Regions from separate parts of the Mus musculus genome. Here region 1 is linked to region 2. The links are chromatin contacts, called in public HiChIP or PLAC-seq maps. All regions are on one chromosome and are shown on one strand. Each heading gives the region's core, a stretch centred on a gene start, on an enhancer-like site or on the middle of the called end of the contact. The rest is flanking DNA. Distances are from core to core; before and after follow the strand shown.

The links. HiChIP or PLAC-seq counts read pairs in DNA pulled down with a chosen protein or histone mark.
Region 1: an H3K4me3 HiChIP or PLAC-seq map of bone marrow-derived macrophages shows a contact between it and region 2, with 5 times the contacts expected there. The contact joins the promoter of Nufip1 here to the enhancer-like site in region 2. A contact is called at or near these places in 1 of 39 promoter capture datasets (the C10 cell line), 2 of 484 Hi-C or Micro-C datasets (B cells and the N1E-115 cell line), 14 of 115 datasets of contacts at active chromatin or transcription factors (T-cell acute lymphoblastic leukemia, bone marrow-derived macrophages, double positive thymocytes and 8 more) and 2 of 9 other capture datasets (adipose tissue and liver).

The regions. Positions count from the first base shown.
Region 1 is chr14:76,109,050-76,116,820 of GRCm38.p6, forward strand. Nufip1 (nuclear fragile X mental retardation protein interacting protein 1) reads left to right here and starts at 1,842. Exons shown (of 10, transcript NM_013745.5): 1 at 1,842-2,277; 2 at 2,875-2,948; 3 at 5,126-5,224; 4 at 5,929-5,991; 5 at 6,735-6,811. The coding sequence starts at 1,884. It overlaps Gpalpp1 (GPALPP motifs containing 1), which reads right to left and starts at 1,766. Exons shown (of 8, transcript NM_026177.3): 1 at 1,568-1,766. The coding sequence starts at 1,655.
Region 2 is chr14:75,823,905-75,831,315 of GRCm38.p6, forward strand. No RefSeq gene overlaps it. Among named protein-coding and RNA genes, the nearest start is that of Gm4285, 17 kb to the right of the region's middle. Within about 2 kb of position 5,122, at least 147 of the 459 cell types and tissues checked have an H3K27ac peak or open chromatin away from gene starts, as enhancers often do. A contact at or near this core is called in B cells, the N1E-115 cell line, adipose tissue and 5 more, where this site is marked.

The DNA of each region.
Region 1 (7,771 bases), core at 592-3,091, 280 kb after region 2:
AAGTTCAGATCTCAGCACCCACATCTGGAGGCTCCCAACTGCCTGTAACTCCAGTTTCAAGGGTCCACACAACTCCTGTTCTCTTCAGGTACTTGCATTCACACGCACATACCCACACACAAACACATGAATATAAATAATGGAACCTAATGCTGTGTATGCCAATTTTACAAACTACAGATCAAGAAGACAAAAGAAATTTCAATAAGAAATAAGCAAAAGACTATCAGAGCACAGTGGTAAAAAGATAATAAAAAATTAGAAAAGTGTTCAATTTAATTTCTCACAAGAAAATACAAGTTTAAATTACTACAAAATATGGCTTCAAAACACCAGATTGAAAAGACAGAGGAAAATGATTAGGGAGAACATGGAACAATCAGAACTCCTATACTCACTGAGGGCTTTGGTAAACTGGTAGGATTCTGAAACTGAGGGTGTATAACAGAGGAGATAGATAGACGGACAGACAGATAGATACACATGCACACACATACACAGTGCATAGTGGCACTCTTTGTAAGAGTTAAAAACAAAAACAAAACCAGAATCTACCCAAATGTCTGTTACCTGTACAATAGGTAAAGAAATTGCAGGGGATTTACCAAATTGAATTCACTCATACTTCTTCAACCTAACTGGGTAGAAATTTCCTTCCTAAAACAAAGAATAAAGGGAATTTTTAAAAATAACGGCACTAGAAATAAGATCTGGAAGGAAGAATCTGCCGGAGACATAGTCTCTGGGTAGCCAGAAAAACAAAGTCAGATCAACATTCTGTCAGTTTTGTTCTTTCCCAAGTAGAGTCAGCGCCGGCCTTCAAACTGGAACAAACACTAAAGCCGGAAAAGCATGAAAGAGTGTGCGAGGTATTGATGTGGCATAGATGCATGTTAAGGTTGCAAGACACAGTGAATTGGTGGAGACTGAGATATCCACAAATTAGTTGAACAGAATGTGTTAAATATTAGCGTAACTGGGGAGAGGAAAACCCGGAGGAAGACGTGACAATGCTCGGGAAGGTGACGCTTAAACTGGTATATGAAGGACGTTTTGTCAGGCATTTAAGTACAACCATAGCACCCCCAAAAGTCTATCGTCAAAGCATAAACTCGAACTGTGTGGGCACTGGGCTGCTGTGTAAGATGGAATGATAGAATGAGGTCGGGAAGTCAGGCCGGGGAGGAGAGAGGCACAGGATCTTTGGCAAGAGTCTTGTAAATCTGAAGATATAGAGATACTAGGTTCTAACTTGGGCTTCATCACGGACTAGCTGCGTGTCTTAGGCACCGATTCATCAGCCGCTGTCATCATTTGTAACACATGCACCATCCATCATCTTTTCTTATACAGTTGATGGAAGGGTTAAACAGACGACCGGACGAAGATTGATCAGTTAGCACAGTCCTATTCGTAATAATAGCAAATTGGGACTGTATAGTCATTTTAACGATGATCGGGTCCCAAACACTCAGGCGTTGCCCAGCTTTTCCCCCAGGGCGGACCGCGCCCACTCCACGGTGGTCGCCAGTCCTTCCCGGGAGTGCAGACGCCCGCTGCTGCTTACCCGGGCTCGGGTCCCGTTCCTCGTCCTCAACTGTCGCGTGCTCCTTGAAGCCTGGCGGCAGTGCCGGCCCGATCAGGTCCCTAGCCATTCGCTGCGACGCACAGTCGCTCAAAGCCCAAGCCAACCTGCACACGCAGTTTAGCTAAACCCAGGCTGGACGGTGTAGACCAGGATTTGCTGCAAGGCCCGAAGGTTTTTCCGGCTTTGTCTGATGACGTAAGCCCGCGATGGGCTCATTGGCCAGATTACTGTAACGGAAGTGACGCTTAATGATAGTTCCACAGTTGCACTTTGGGCTCGCTGCTTGCTAGGTGGCATGGCTGAACCGGCACCCGCCGTGTGGCCTTCGGCCCCGGATCTGACTCCCGCGCCCGGGACTCCGAGCGAAGCTGCGCCGCCGCGGGACAACTGGGTGTACTGGGCCATGCTGCCGCCGCCACCACCTCCTCTGTCGTCCCCAGTGGCGGGCTCGGAGCAGAGCCGGAAGGGACAGCCTCACGTGCTGCCCCAGCCTCCCTCCGGAGCGCTTCCACCGTTCGATGCTCAGATTCTTCCCGCGGCGCAGCCTCCTTTCGATGCCCAGGCTCCGCCCGATGCTCAATCTCAGTTCAGCGGCCAGCAGGCCTGGAATTTGCAAGCCTCCACGCCTTGGTACTGGGGATTGTCTCCTAATGGTTTTTCCACGTACCACACGTCTTACCAATCTCCGGGTAAGCTGCAGTTCCTAGTGGCCCTACTTTACTTTCTCTTTCTTTCCTCTCCCAGCTTTCTCTTTTTATCTCTCAGCTTTGCGCTGTAGTTTTGGAGGCTGGTAATGAGTATTCAAAATGTGTCTCACTAGGTTTCCTGCCACCTGCTCATCCAAAATTTTATTAATTTAACCCAACTATAAAACTGGGGACTACTTGCATAGCAGTAAACAAAACATACAAAAATCCATACCTTTTGAGAGCTTCCTATCCCCTCAGTGTAGGAAGACGCGATACAGGAGATAAAACTAGGTATTAGGAAGTAATGATTGTATGTATGCATTAGAAAAGGATTGATTGGGGGGGAGGTGGAGAAATGGGTTGGCGATGAGACTCTATTGCTCTTGCAGAGGACCAAAGCTCGGTTCTCAACATCCACACTGGGCTCTCAACTGCCTGTAACTCCAGCCTCAGAGGAGCCGATAGCTTTCTTCTGGCCTCCAAGAGTACCTGCACTCCATGCTACCTACACAGTTTTTGTTTTTAATCTAAGAAAAAAATGATCAATAAACAATTGTACCTTTGCAATCTTAAATGAAACCCTCTTTTCTTTTTTAGTTACACATTCTTATTTTCCACGATCACATGATGCAAAATTCAATTTGCCTCAAAACAGAAAACAGAAAACGAAGGTAATTCCAAGATGATAAATGTGGCCTTTTGAACTTGAATGTTACTGCTCTATATATTAAGTTGTAACTGTCAGTGTTTCACATCTGTGGTGGACATGGAGAGCTTTACTTGGGTAGTATGTTTAAGGAACTTAATTATAAGTAAAATGTTGAAACAAAATAGTATTGAAAAATAAATGATGAAATTATAGGAAAAGAAAGAACATTAAAACCGTCTTGGTGCCAGGCGGTGGTGGCTCACACCTTTAATCCCAGCACTCGGGAGGCAGAGGCAGGTGGATTTCTGAGTTCGAGGCCAGCCTGGTCTACAAAGTGAGTTCCAGGACAGCCAGGGCTGCACAGAGAAACCCTGTCTCGAAAAAACAAAACAAAACAAAAAACAAAACAAAACAAAAAACAAACAACTGTCTTGGTACAGACTTAGTAGGGGTTATGCTTACAAATAAATGTGAGTGTTAAAACCAGTGAAGTTTATTTAAAACCTAGGGGTTGAAGAACCCGTTCACAGGGATTGCGGATCAGATATGCTGCATACCAGATGTTTACGTTACAGTTCGTGACGGCAGCAGAATTACAGTTATAAAGTAGCAGCGAAAGTAATTTTAGGGTTGGGGGGGTCACCAGAACATGAGGAATGTATTAAAGGGTTACAACATTAGGAAGTTTGAGAACCACTAGTTCAAAAAACTATGAAGATTGGGACTGACAGCTGGAACTTTAGGAGAAGACTGGGAATCCCAAGTTTTTCTTAACTGAGTTGGAAGCCAAGCCAAATTGTAATAACAAATCTTTTATTTTTCATAATCTTGCTGTTTTTTGGTTTTTGTTTTTTTTTGTTTTTTGTTTTTTTTGTTTGTTTGTTTGTTTGTTTTTTCGAGGCAGGGTTTCTCTGTATAGCCCTGGCTGTCCTGGAGCTCACTTTGTAGACCAGGCTGGCCTCGAACTCAGAAATCCACCTGCCTCTGCCTTCCGAGTGCTGGGATTAAAGGCATGCGCCACCACGCCCGGCATCTTGCTGTTTTTTGAGACAGGATTTCTCTGTTTAACAGATCCCTGGCTGTCTTAGATTCAATTAGTAGATCAGATTCAGCCTGCTTCTACCTCCCTTCTAGTGCTGGGATTAAAGGTGTGAGCCCCCATGCCCAGCAATCTTGGCTGCTTTTTAGTGTAGAAGAATCTGTGAAATAAAAGCAGAGCGCCCCCCTTCCTTTTTTTTTTTTTTCTTGTTAAATTCAAGCTATAATCTAATGTTTCTAATTTAGGAGAGTTTATATTTACCCAAGTTGTGTGCATGTCTTAAATTCAGACAGGATATATTGTGTTATTAATGTTTTTGTTCTGGTTGTAAGGTTTTCATCTTTTCAATACTGGGTATTTGTCATTGTTATGAAAGCCTTTTTCTTATTTTACATTTATTTCTGTTGGGAATGGGTGTGTATGTGTGGAGTTAAGAAAATACCTTGCAGGTGTCAGTTAGCCTACCATGTGGGTCCCGGGGAATTGAACTCAGGTCCTAAGGCTTGGCAGCAGGTGCTTTTACCCGCTGAGGCCTCTCTCTGACTGGGCAACCTTTTTTTCTTTTTTTTTTCAAATGAGGAATGATGCCTGGTTATGCCTCACAAGCAAATGCTACATTAACACGGGTTTTCTTTATTATTTCCTGAACCTAACTTACAGACCAGGTTTCCTCTTCTTTAAGTCACACAATTAGTTTAGAGTAAGTTGACTAGTGTCTAGAACATGAAATTAGTGTCCTTTTACTGTGAAAGCTGTGCAACTCATACTGTAAGTATTACAGGAGTACAACTTATCAATGAACAGTCCATTTAATGTTAACAGTAGCATAATATTTAAAAAACGGAGAGTACTTCTATGTCAGTTTCTAGCCTAGTAACATCCTCTATGAGATATGAGTACTTCTGGAACGTGACAGGTGCTGTACCGAATCTTCATTAGGTCTCCAACTTGAAATCTATTTAGAGTTTGCGTTAGCTCTTTTTAGATTTAAATTTTGCCTATTGTGCTTGAATTTTGCTATATTGATTTTTTTTTAAAGGAAGCCTCCCCACCCCAGGGGTATGTTTTAAAACAAGTCAAATATGTATTCCTGGGGTCTTTGTGTTTGGTTAAACGGAGATTTCCCACCATAGTCTTAAACTGCTTCTTTTGTTTTGCAGAAAAGAAAGGAACCGGTTTTCCATTTTTTCTGTGATACCTGTGATCGTGGCTTTAAAAATCAAGAAAAGTATGACACACACATGTCTGAACATACAAAAGTAGGTTTTCATGGTTGTTCTGAACTGATACAGAGATGGCCTTTAGTTTGTATTTTTGGTAAACTTACTTTCCTCATAAGTTAGATTTTAAAGAAATGTTTGCTGACTTGCTGCATGGGGACAGTACTTGGGGTTTGGGGTGGGGAGCCCACTGCTTCATGGAGAGGAGGGCCTGTGGCAGCATTTGCATATGTGCCCCTCCATGGCTACCTGGGAGGGAAGAGAGCTGTGCCTCCCATGTGGTCACCCTAGGAGAGACTCTGAGTGCCAGCCCTCTGTAGCTGTCTTGACCTGCAGCTGTACCTTGTGATGTGTCATTACTTGCTGTCCTCTAAATACAGACCAGACGCTAAGTGATTTTAAAATGTAAGCCATTTAGAATGCTTGAAAAGGTTTTGTGTTTGTTTTTCAAAGGAGCTTCTTGGTTTGGATAGATTCATTCTGAGGAGTGCCTGTCACTGTTCGGAATGAGGAACATTTTAGCTTCACTCAAACTGAGAAGGAAGTGAGACTGGTGGTTGCGCTGCTCACCACGGGGATGCCAGTCCTTTCTAAGTGCAGCTCTGTGTCAGAGTGATCTTGTTTGCTAGTGGCCTAAGAATGAAAGAAGGGTGTAGCACAGGTGGAATAATTGTTAGACCAGAGTCTGGAGACCCCTGGTGGTGTGGATCATTTAACTATCCTTTTGCTGTTAAACTTTTCAGTGCCCTGAAGTAGATTGCTCCTTTAGTGCACATGAGAAGATTGTCCAGTTCCATTGGAGAAATGTAAGTTCTTATGGCCTTTTTCACCCTTTTAAAATGTTTCTCTGTGTATGCTAACAATTAGTAATATCCATGCAGGGTTTTCTACTTTGTAAGGAAGTTTTATATCTCTTACACTATTTTAGTCTCAAACCATGCAAAATAGATAAATATTAACTTCTCCTGACAAGATTAGAAAGAATGAGTTGCCTGCTCAGAACTGATTCTTGCACTTGCAAGTTGTGTGTTGGTTTTCCCATACCATGCTTCTTAAAATGATCCTGTCTGTGGATGCTGACAAGGTGGCTCAGCAGTCAAGAGCTTGTACTGCCCTTCCAAAAGACTCAAGTTCATTTCCTATCACCCACATTGGACAGTAGACAGCTGTCTGTACAGGATCCTGCTTTGGGGATCCAGTGTCCTGGTGTCTTGAGGGCACACACATGAGCACACATTAGAATAAAAGGAAAAACTTGCTTCAGCTGTCACCTTCAGTTTTTCTTGCTAAGTTGGTCACTTGGATGTGTAATATCAATTAAATGTGTTATGTATCTGTAATAAAATTTAAGCTGCTGCTGTCCATCGATAGCACTGTTCTAGCTACATGAAAAATGGTGCTCTTCCTTTAGAGATGAGAATGAGTTAGAATGAGAATGGTGGCTAGCTTAAGATATGTTCTGCTTGTAAGTTCAATGTTGAAAACAATGTCACGGTTAGTTAAGCTCCCAAGCATGCTTCCTGATGTTCAGCAGGCTTTCTGCCCCTAGATGCATGCTCCTGGTATGAAGAAGATCAAGCTAGACACTCCAGAGGAGATTGCAAGATGGAGGGAAGAGAGACGAAAGTGAGTAAAGAATTATGAACCAATAAATAACTTTGTTTTACTGGGTAAGACTTGGGTGTTGCAACATCATGGCCGGGCTGGTTGTAATGAATCTGAAAAGAGAAGTGTGATCTTTATAACACTGTGTATTCCACTGAAAGGGACTGAGCCTCGTTTTGTGTTCTTCAATAGTGGTTCATTGTGACAGAGAATGGTGTTAGTTGATCGTTAAAAAAAAAAATCTTTATTAGATAGTGAAGTTCATTGAATTATTTTATAATGGTGATACTAAGAGAACGGTGGTAAGTTATATTGTATGAGGCTATTGAATATAGTTTGGAGAGATTTATAGGAACTTTCCAGTTAAATAACAGATATACTACACAGGGACTCTAGGGACTCTGAAGAGTCCATGCCACCTACTAAACGTTCAGTGGCTGGGGAAATAATGGGCTTCTAATATTTAAAGTGCACAGTACATTGCTATGTTTACTTTTTTGTCTGACCACATAGCTGAATGATGTCTTCTGCTACGCAGAACGGGGGCAGTGAACAAGATGGACATGTGCTTGTCCTTACCTGTAGAGAGTGCAGGACTCATTCCTGTGATAATGTTTAAGAGGTGTGAGCCTTGCTGTGTAACTTATGGCTTTGCATTATATTAGCAGAGATGGCGTAGTTGATGTCTGGCTGCAGTGCGCTTGGGAACAGTCTGCCTGGAGCTCCATTTGACTTCCTCTCACGTGTTTGATTCTGTAACAGAAGACAGGGCTAGAACTGTTAGCTTGATTGTGCACTTTGAGAAGCAGTTACTGTGTTAGTTTGTTTTCTGTTGCTTTGATAAAATACCCACAAGCAACTTAGGGAAGTTTAGTTTGGCTTATGGTTCCAGAGATTTAGAGTCTATAATAACAGAAATGGTGTGGCAGGCAGCAGGCAACTGCCTCGGGGAGCTGGCTGATCACATTGTGTTGGTAAACC
Region 2 (7,411 bases), core at 3,872-6,371:
TTTTACTTATGGTACAAAGAGCTGGTCACTATTAAGAGAACCCTGAAGTTTTAAACACAGTACTACATTTATTTTTGTATCAGTGTACTGAGTTTTGACCTTGGAACAATCATTGAACCTGTAAGTCTTGTGGAGTTTGTTCCCTTAAGAACTTTTTTTTTTTTAATTTTTTTGATTTTTTGAGACAGGGTTTCTCTGTGTAGCCCTGGCTGTCCTGGAACTCACTCTGTAGACCAGGCTAGCCTCGAATTCAGAAATTCGCCTGCCTCTGCCTCCCAAGTAAGAACTTTTTCAAAGGGACTGGAGAGTGGCTCAGCCATTAAGGCGGTTTGTTTTGTTTTGTTTTTTGTTTGTTTTGTTTTTAAGAATTGTTTATTTATTTATTTTATGCATATGAGTTCACTGTAGCTGTCTTCAGACACCAGAAGAGGGCATCGGATCCCATTACAGATGGTTGTGAGCCACCATGTGTTGCTGGGAATTGAACTCAGGACCTCTGGAAGAGCAGTCAGTGCTCTTAACCACTAAGTCATCTCTCCAGGCCCCAGTTTATGATCTTGTGGTTAGTGTCTGCTTCTGTTTCTGCTGCTGTGTTAAAATGCCCTGCCAAAAGCAACTTACGGATAAACGGGTTTATATAAGTTCACAATTCTGTGTGCTGCTCAGAACTGAAGGGAAGGCACGCCACAGTCAAGGGCAGATGCAGAATGAACTCAGGAGTGTCTCCTTCCTGCCCTAGTTTCTCTTACACAACTCAGGACCCAACCCTAAGGATCAGGGCTGCCCGCCTCTAAGCTAGGCTGTCCCCTTTCGATTATGTAATCAAGACAATCCCTCCCAGCCATGCTCCAGGGCCTGTCTGTTCTAAAGACTCCCCATGGGGACTCTCTGCCCAGGTGACGCTAGATTGTGTCAAGTTGACAAAAGTCCATTGTTACAGTTGTTTTATGTGCTCCTTATGAAACGTGTATGACTGTTGTCTGTTGACAATCTGTAGAAGTTATAAATGCCAACAACAAAGCCCCTGAGCTTTGAAGGCACCAGAACAAGGTGGGTGGTGGTGATGAACACCTTTAATCTCAGTATTTGGGAGGCAGAGACAGGAGGATCTCTGTGAGTTTGAGACCAGTGTGGTCAGAGTGAGTTCCAGGGCCGCCAAGGCAACTCAGAAAAACCCTGTCTTGAAGGGGGGGGGGGGGGGAAAGTTGCCAGAACATCACTCACAGGCAGACAACTAAATTCTGCTCTCTTCCAAAGAACCCATTTACCCACATGATAGCTCTGTTACCTGTAATTCCAGCCCCAGAGAATCCAGCACCCTCTTCTGGCCTCCACAGGTACCACATATGCACATGGTACATAGACATACATGCAGACAAAATATCTATAGAAATAATAAATAAATTAATATTTATTTGTTTGTTTGTTTTAAAGTGGAAACTTCCCTTATCAACTCAATATTGGTTTAATGGTTTCTGTGTTCCAAGTTCACTCTTCTCCCTCTACCCCCTACCCCCACCCCCAGGCAGCATCTCTCTACTTAGCTCTAGCTATTCTGCAACTCAATAGATAGACCAGGATGGCTTCAAGCTCACAGAAATTCACCTGCCTCTGCCTCCAAAGTGCTGGGATTAAAGGCGTGTGCCACCACACCTGGTCAGGGTGTCATATGCCTCTTACCCTAGTCCAGAGGAGGAATACAAGACTCATACTTGTAGACAGGTCTGAGACACTTCAAGAAGTGTGTAAGTCCAGATATCCAGAAAATTAATGAAGAGTACAAGAGATGATGTGGAGAAAAACACCACAAGTCTCAAAATGTGGTGGACTGCCCAAATGGAAGGGCAAGACTGACCTCTGAAATGACTGACTTTTGTCATCCATTGTTGTACCCTCCCCCTAACATAGACACATACAGATACACACATACATATACACCCATGCACACACAGATACATGCACATATGCACACATACACACCCCAACAGTCACATGAACACACAAAGACATACATACTGACACAGATATGTGCACATATGCACACACACAACCCAGCAGTCACATGAACACACATAGACATACATACTGACACACATACATGCACATATGTGTACACACACACACAGAGTCACATGAACATACATATCGACACAGATACATGCACACATGCACTCATTGCACGCAGAGATACATATGCATGAGTGCCTAAGTACAAACCCCCCCAGCTGGGCATGCCAGTGTGCATCTAATAACCCCAGAACTGGGATGTAGGCACAGGAGGATCTGGAGCCTGCTGGCCAGCCTGTCTAGCCAATTGGTAAGATAGAGGTTCAGTGAGAAATACTCTCAAAAATAGACAGACAGACAGACAGACAGACGGAAAAGGGAAAGAGGTGTCTCAGTGATTAAGAGTAATTTTTGGTTTGGGGGTTTATTTTTAGGGAACCTGGGTTCAATTCCCTGCACCCATGTAGTAGTTCATAACCATCTCTAACTCCTGTTTCAAGGTATCCAGTTATGCCCTCTTCTCATCAGCAGCAGGCAATGCATGTGGTGCACACATATGCAGAAAAAACACTCATACATAAAGTCTAAAAAAAAAATGAGGTAGAGGGGCAGGAGAGATGGTTCAGCAGTTAAGAGCACTGACCGCTCTTGCAGAGGTCCTGGTCAATTCCCAGCAACCACATGGTGGCTCACAACCATCTGTAATGGGATCTGATGCCCTCTTCTGGTGTGTCTGAAGACAGAGACAGTGTACTCACATACATTAAATAAATATTTTTTTTTAAAAATTAGGTAGAAAGCAGACAGAGAAGACCTCTAACATGCACACACACACACACACACACACACACACACACAAGGTTGGGGAGATTAATCTGCTGCCCTCTTCAGTTCCTGGGTCTCAGAATGAGGCACAACTTAAAGATTCAGTCCCTGTCTTTGCCCATTGGCCTTTGGAGTGACAGCCCAAGCTCTGTAGTCCAGTTAAAATTCCAGAGGGATAAAATCAGAGTCAAAGGCTTGGGTTAGACCCAGTTCTTCCTGGAATTGGAACCAGTGTGACCCTGAACAAATGGCTCCCCTTTTCTAAGCAAGCAACATCAGTGACCTTTAACCTCTTAACCCATTCCACCTGCTTCCCTAGGTAGAGAGGATGATCAAGCCGGTAGCATGTGTAGGAAGATTTTATAGAATCTGGAATGTATTTCTGTTTTGACTTCCTAAAGTTCAAAGACCTAGTTTTGGCCCCAGTGCTTGACTCACAGTTGGGACTTATGCAAGCATATGACTGAAAGGAACAAACTGGGCCAGATTCTCTTCCAGGCAGTGTCTAGAGTTACTACTGCTGTGATAAAACACCACGACCAGAGCATCTTGGGGAGTTGAGGGTTTGTTTAGCTTACACTCCCATATCGTTGCTCATTACTGAAGGAAGTCAGAACAGGGACTCAAACAGGGTAGGAACCTGGAGGCAGGAGCTGACTTAGAGGCCATGGAGGGGGGCTGCTTACTGACTTGTTCTCCATGCCTTTCTCAGCCTGCTTTCTTATAGAACCCAAGACCACCAGCCCAGGGATGGCACCACCCACAATGAGCTGGGCCCTCTCCATCAATCACTAATTAAGAAAATGCCCTACAGCCTGCCTAGAGCCCCATTTTATGAACACATTTTCTCAATTGAAGTTCCCTCCTCTTCAGGTGGCTTTAACTTGTGTCCAGTTGACATAAAACTAGCCAGCACAAGGCTTATTAGACCCATATCTGAAAGGAACAAACTGGGCAAAATTCTCCTCCTGGCAGTATCTAGGGAGAGGTGTGAGGGCAAGGGTCATTCAACTGAGTCCTAAAGAAAGTGTGCTCTTTTTGAAACTAAAGACAAAGGCATTTCTTTGTAATTTCCCAGGATAAAGTATAATCATAACTTGTGTGTATCACTGAATATCTGATCAGGACACCTCCCTAGTCCCAGGGAAGTCTTTGAAGGGGAAACATTGGCTCAAATATGACTGGAAAGCTCCGCTGGCATCATTTAATGCACAGAAGGGGAGGCCCTGGGTGCGAGCTAGAGATAGCCCTTTACACAAAAGGAAATATGGGGCTCTAATTTCACTTGACCTAGAAACCTGAGACTTACTGGCTGAGAGCTGTGGCAGAGCAGCTCAGACAGTTCCCTGCTGAGCTAGGAGAGAGGAGAGCTAGGAGAGTGGGTTGAGGAAGGCCAGTGAAGAACAGAACCGGGCAGAGTGGACAGTGTGGAGTGTCGGTGCAAACAGTGACCGATTAAAAGCAGCAACAGACATAGGAACACAAGGGGCATGTTCGGAAGGAAACCAAATGGAAGCCGCCATTCAGTCCGCCTTACCTCGGTGCACAAAACTGTTATATAATACCCAACTTCCGCTGTGCACATCTGTTTTCCAAAACTTTCCATCACTACTCCAGAGTCCCATCTGCCCTGGTGACATTTTCCCAGGGGAAAAGCAAATAGCTCCTGCCTCAGGGTGAGGCCAGGACAGAGCTGGACAAGCAGGCTTGACCACTCAGTCCGGAGTTCCTCCCCTCCGGCTCCCTGCCTGTCCAGCACGTCGCCAGGTCAGCCCCCTCACCCCCTTACGCATCAGCCTCTGCCCGGTTCTTCTTGACAACTTGCCTCTCCTCTCTACAGGAGCCCTCCTCCCAGGTCTCAGTGTGGTGGCACTTCTCACCAGCTAAGTCTCTGCTCAATGGCACCTCTTTGGAGAGACCTTGCATGACACACAGCATTAAATAGGACAAAAAAAAAAATCCAGTTTCTGTGATTGTGCTCCGCGGCCTCTCCGTAGAATGCATCCTTGCTTACTGTAGCATCCCTAACCCTTCAACCCCTTTGAACAATCCCTTTAAGAAGGTGTTAGCGTTGAGTAACTATGTGGAGCGTTCCAGTCGATATAACAATGCCATTCTTTATTATTACTCTAGATATTTTCCTTCTTTTAAGCCTTATCTTTTGGATAATATGGTAACGATGACCCCAAAGAAGAGTAGGAACCACCCCCACGTGCAGCAGTGGCGAGGAGTGGCGACAGCGGCTGGGCAGGCAGGGAGGCAGCGGAAGTACAGATAGCCCAGCTATGGCCCTGCGCCAACTCCTGTTGTTGCCAGTTCTCAAATCACAAGACTGGATGGTGTTCCGCTCCACAGGAACAGAGAGAACTCTTAAAACAGCCACACCTGCCTTTGATTCAGAGTAGACCAGTCTTAAATCCTCGCTGCCAACAGCCGGATACCCTTTCAGCCTTGAAGCAAACTTGGGCGGCAGACGGAACAGCATCATCTTTATCACCTACGCTCTGCTAGTGGCGGTGGGGCGGGGACACACGGAAAAGTCACAGAGATAAATAAGAGACTCAGAGTGGAACCAGAGGCATCTCTTCCTCACCCAGTCAGCTGAGTAGGACCTAGAAATTCCCGCCAGTGGGTCCCAGACCTCTTAATTTGCGGGAGCATCCTCAGAAGAGAGCCCAGAGACCGCCTGATTCCTGCGGGACTAGAACCTTTGGGGGTGCCTGCCAGAAATCCGTCTTTTTTTAAAAAAACCTCTCCAAATCCTTCTGCCTCTCTTCAAGTTCTGCTCTGATTTTCCATCCAGCATTTGGAAACCGATCAGATCCTTCCTACCTTCAGCTTTGAGGACCGCACTCGGTGATCTCGGCATCGCCATCTGCCGGACACACTGCGGAACTACAACTGCAGCGCTCTCTAATGCTTCACTCCAGCTATGCATTCCCACTGCTTCGGAATACAGAGAAAGAAAAGGTGTTTGCTATGGCGAGCTCAGCCAGTACTGCAGATCTGCTGCTGAGAGAGTGTTTAGCAATTGAATCTATTAATACACGAGCACATAAACAAATGAATTAAGAATTCGTGCTGGAGGGTAGCTTCGTGGCATGGCAGCTGCACAAGAGGCCCTTGGTTCAAACACCGGCGTTTTAGAAAATTGCCTTTAATTAGAACAATAATAAGCAAAACACTCGAAGAAGAAAAGCAAGCACACGATCGTTTATTCAAATGTTGAGATCACCCGTGGGTGGAGGGTACAGTTGCCTAGACTTCATTATTCATTTCCTCATTCGGTTTTTCAAAAAGTATGTTTGGGGTGAGCTGGCGAGATGACTCAGTGGTTAAGAGCGCCGACTGCTCTTCCAGAGGTCCCGAGCTCAAATCCCAGCAACCACATGATGGCTCACAACCATCCGTAACGAAATCTGATGCCCTTTTCTGGAGTATCTGAGGACAGCTACAGTGTACTTACATATAATAAATAAATCTTTAAAAAAAATGTTTGGGACCCAGCAGGGGTGGCAATGCCTTTAATCCCAACACTTGGGAGGCAGAGACAGGAGGATTTCTGAGTTCGAGGCCAGTCTGGTATACATAATGAGTTCCAGGACAGCTGGGGCCATACCTATTCAAACCACCACATCAGGCTAGCTTCAAACTCACAGAGATCCCACTACTTCTGTCTCCTGAGTGCTGGGATTACAGGCAGCCATCATGCCTTCTTAGCTTTTACCTGCATTCTGGGGATCTGAACTTTTGCTCAGTGTATGTGATCCATCCACTGCGGCTTCAACTTCCCAACCCCCTCAATGATATTATCCTTTTTTTGAGACAGGATAGCCCTGGTTGTCCTAGAACTCATTTTGTAGCCCAGGCTGGTCTCAAACTCATAGATGTCTGCATCCCTCTGCCTCCCAAGTGCTGAGATTAAGTGGGCGCCACCAACACCCGGCCCAGTCTTTGATCATCTGTGAAACAAAACTCCTTAATTCTTTTGGTGGGGCAAGATAGATTTTGAGTTATGGCCCCCACAGACTCATGTGTTTGAATGTTTGGTCCATCGCCAGTGGCATTATTAAAAGGTGTGGCCTTGTTGGAGGAAGTGTGTCACTATGGGGATGGGCTTTAAGGTCTCCTATGCCCACATTATGCCCAGTATGGCACAAAGTTCCCTTCTGCTGCCTGAGGATCAAGATGTAGAACTTTCAGGTCCCTCTCTATCTCCATGTCTGCCTGCATTCCACCATGCTTCCCACCATGATGCTCATGAAACTGTAAGCCAGCCTCAATTAAATGCTTTCCTTTATAAGAGTACACTTGGTCATGGTGTCTCTTCAGCAATGAAATCCTAAGACGACAAATCATCTTAAGGTCTACATATCAGCGGCTGGAGATATGGCTCAGTGGTTAAGAGCACTGACTGCTCTTCCAGAGGTCCTGAGTTCAAATCCCAGCAACCATATGCTGGTTTACAACCATCTGTAATGAGATCTGATGCCCTCTTCTGGTGTGTCTGAAGACAGCTACAGTGTACTTATATAATAAATAAACAAATCTTTTTTTTTTCTGGTTTTTCGAGATAGGG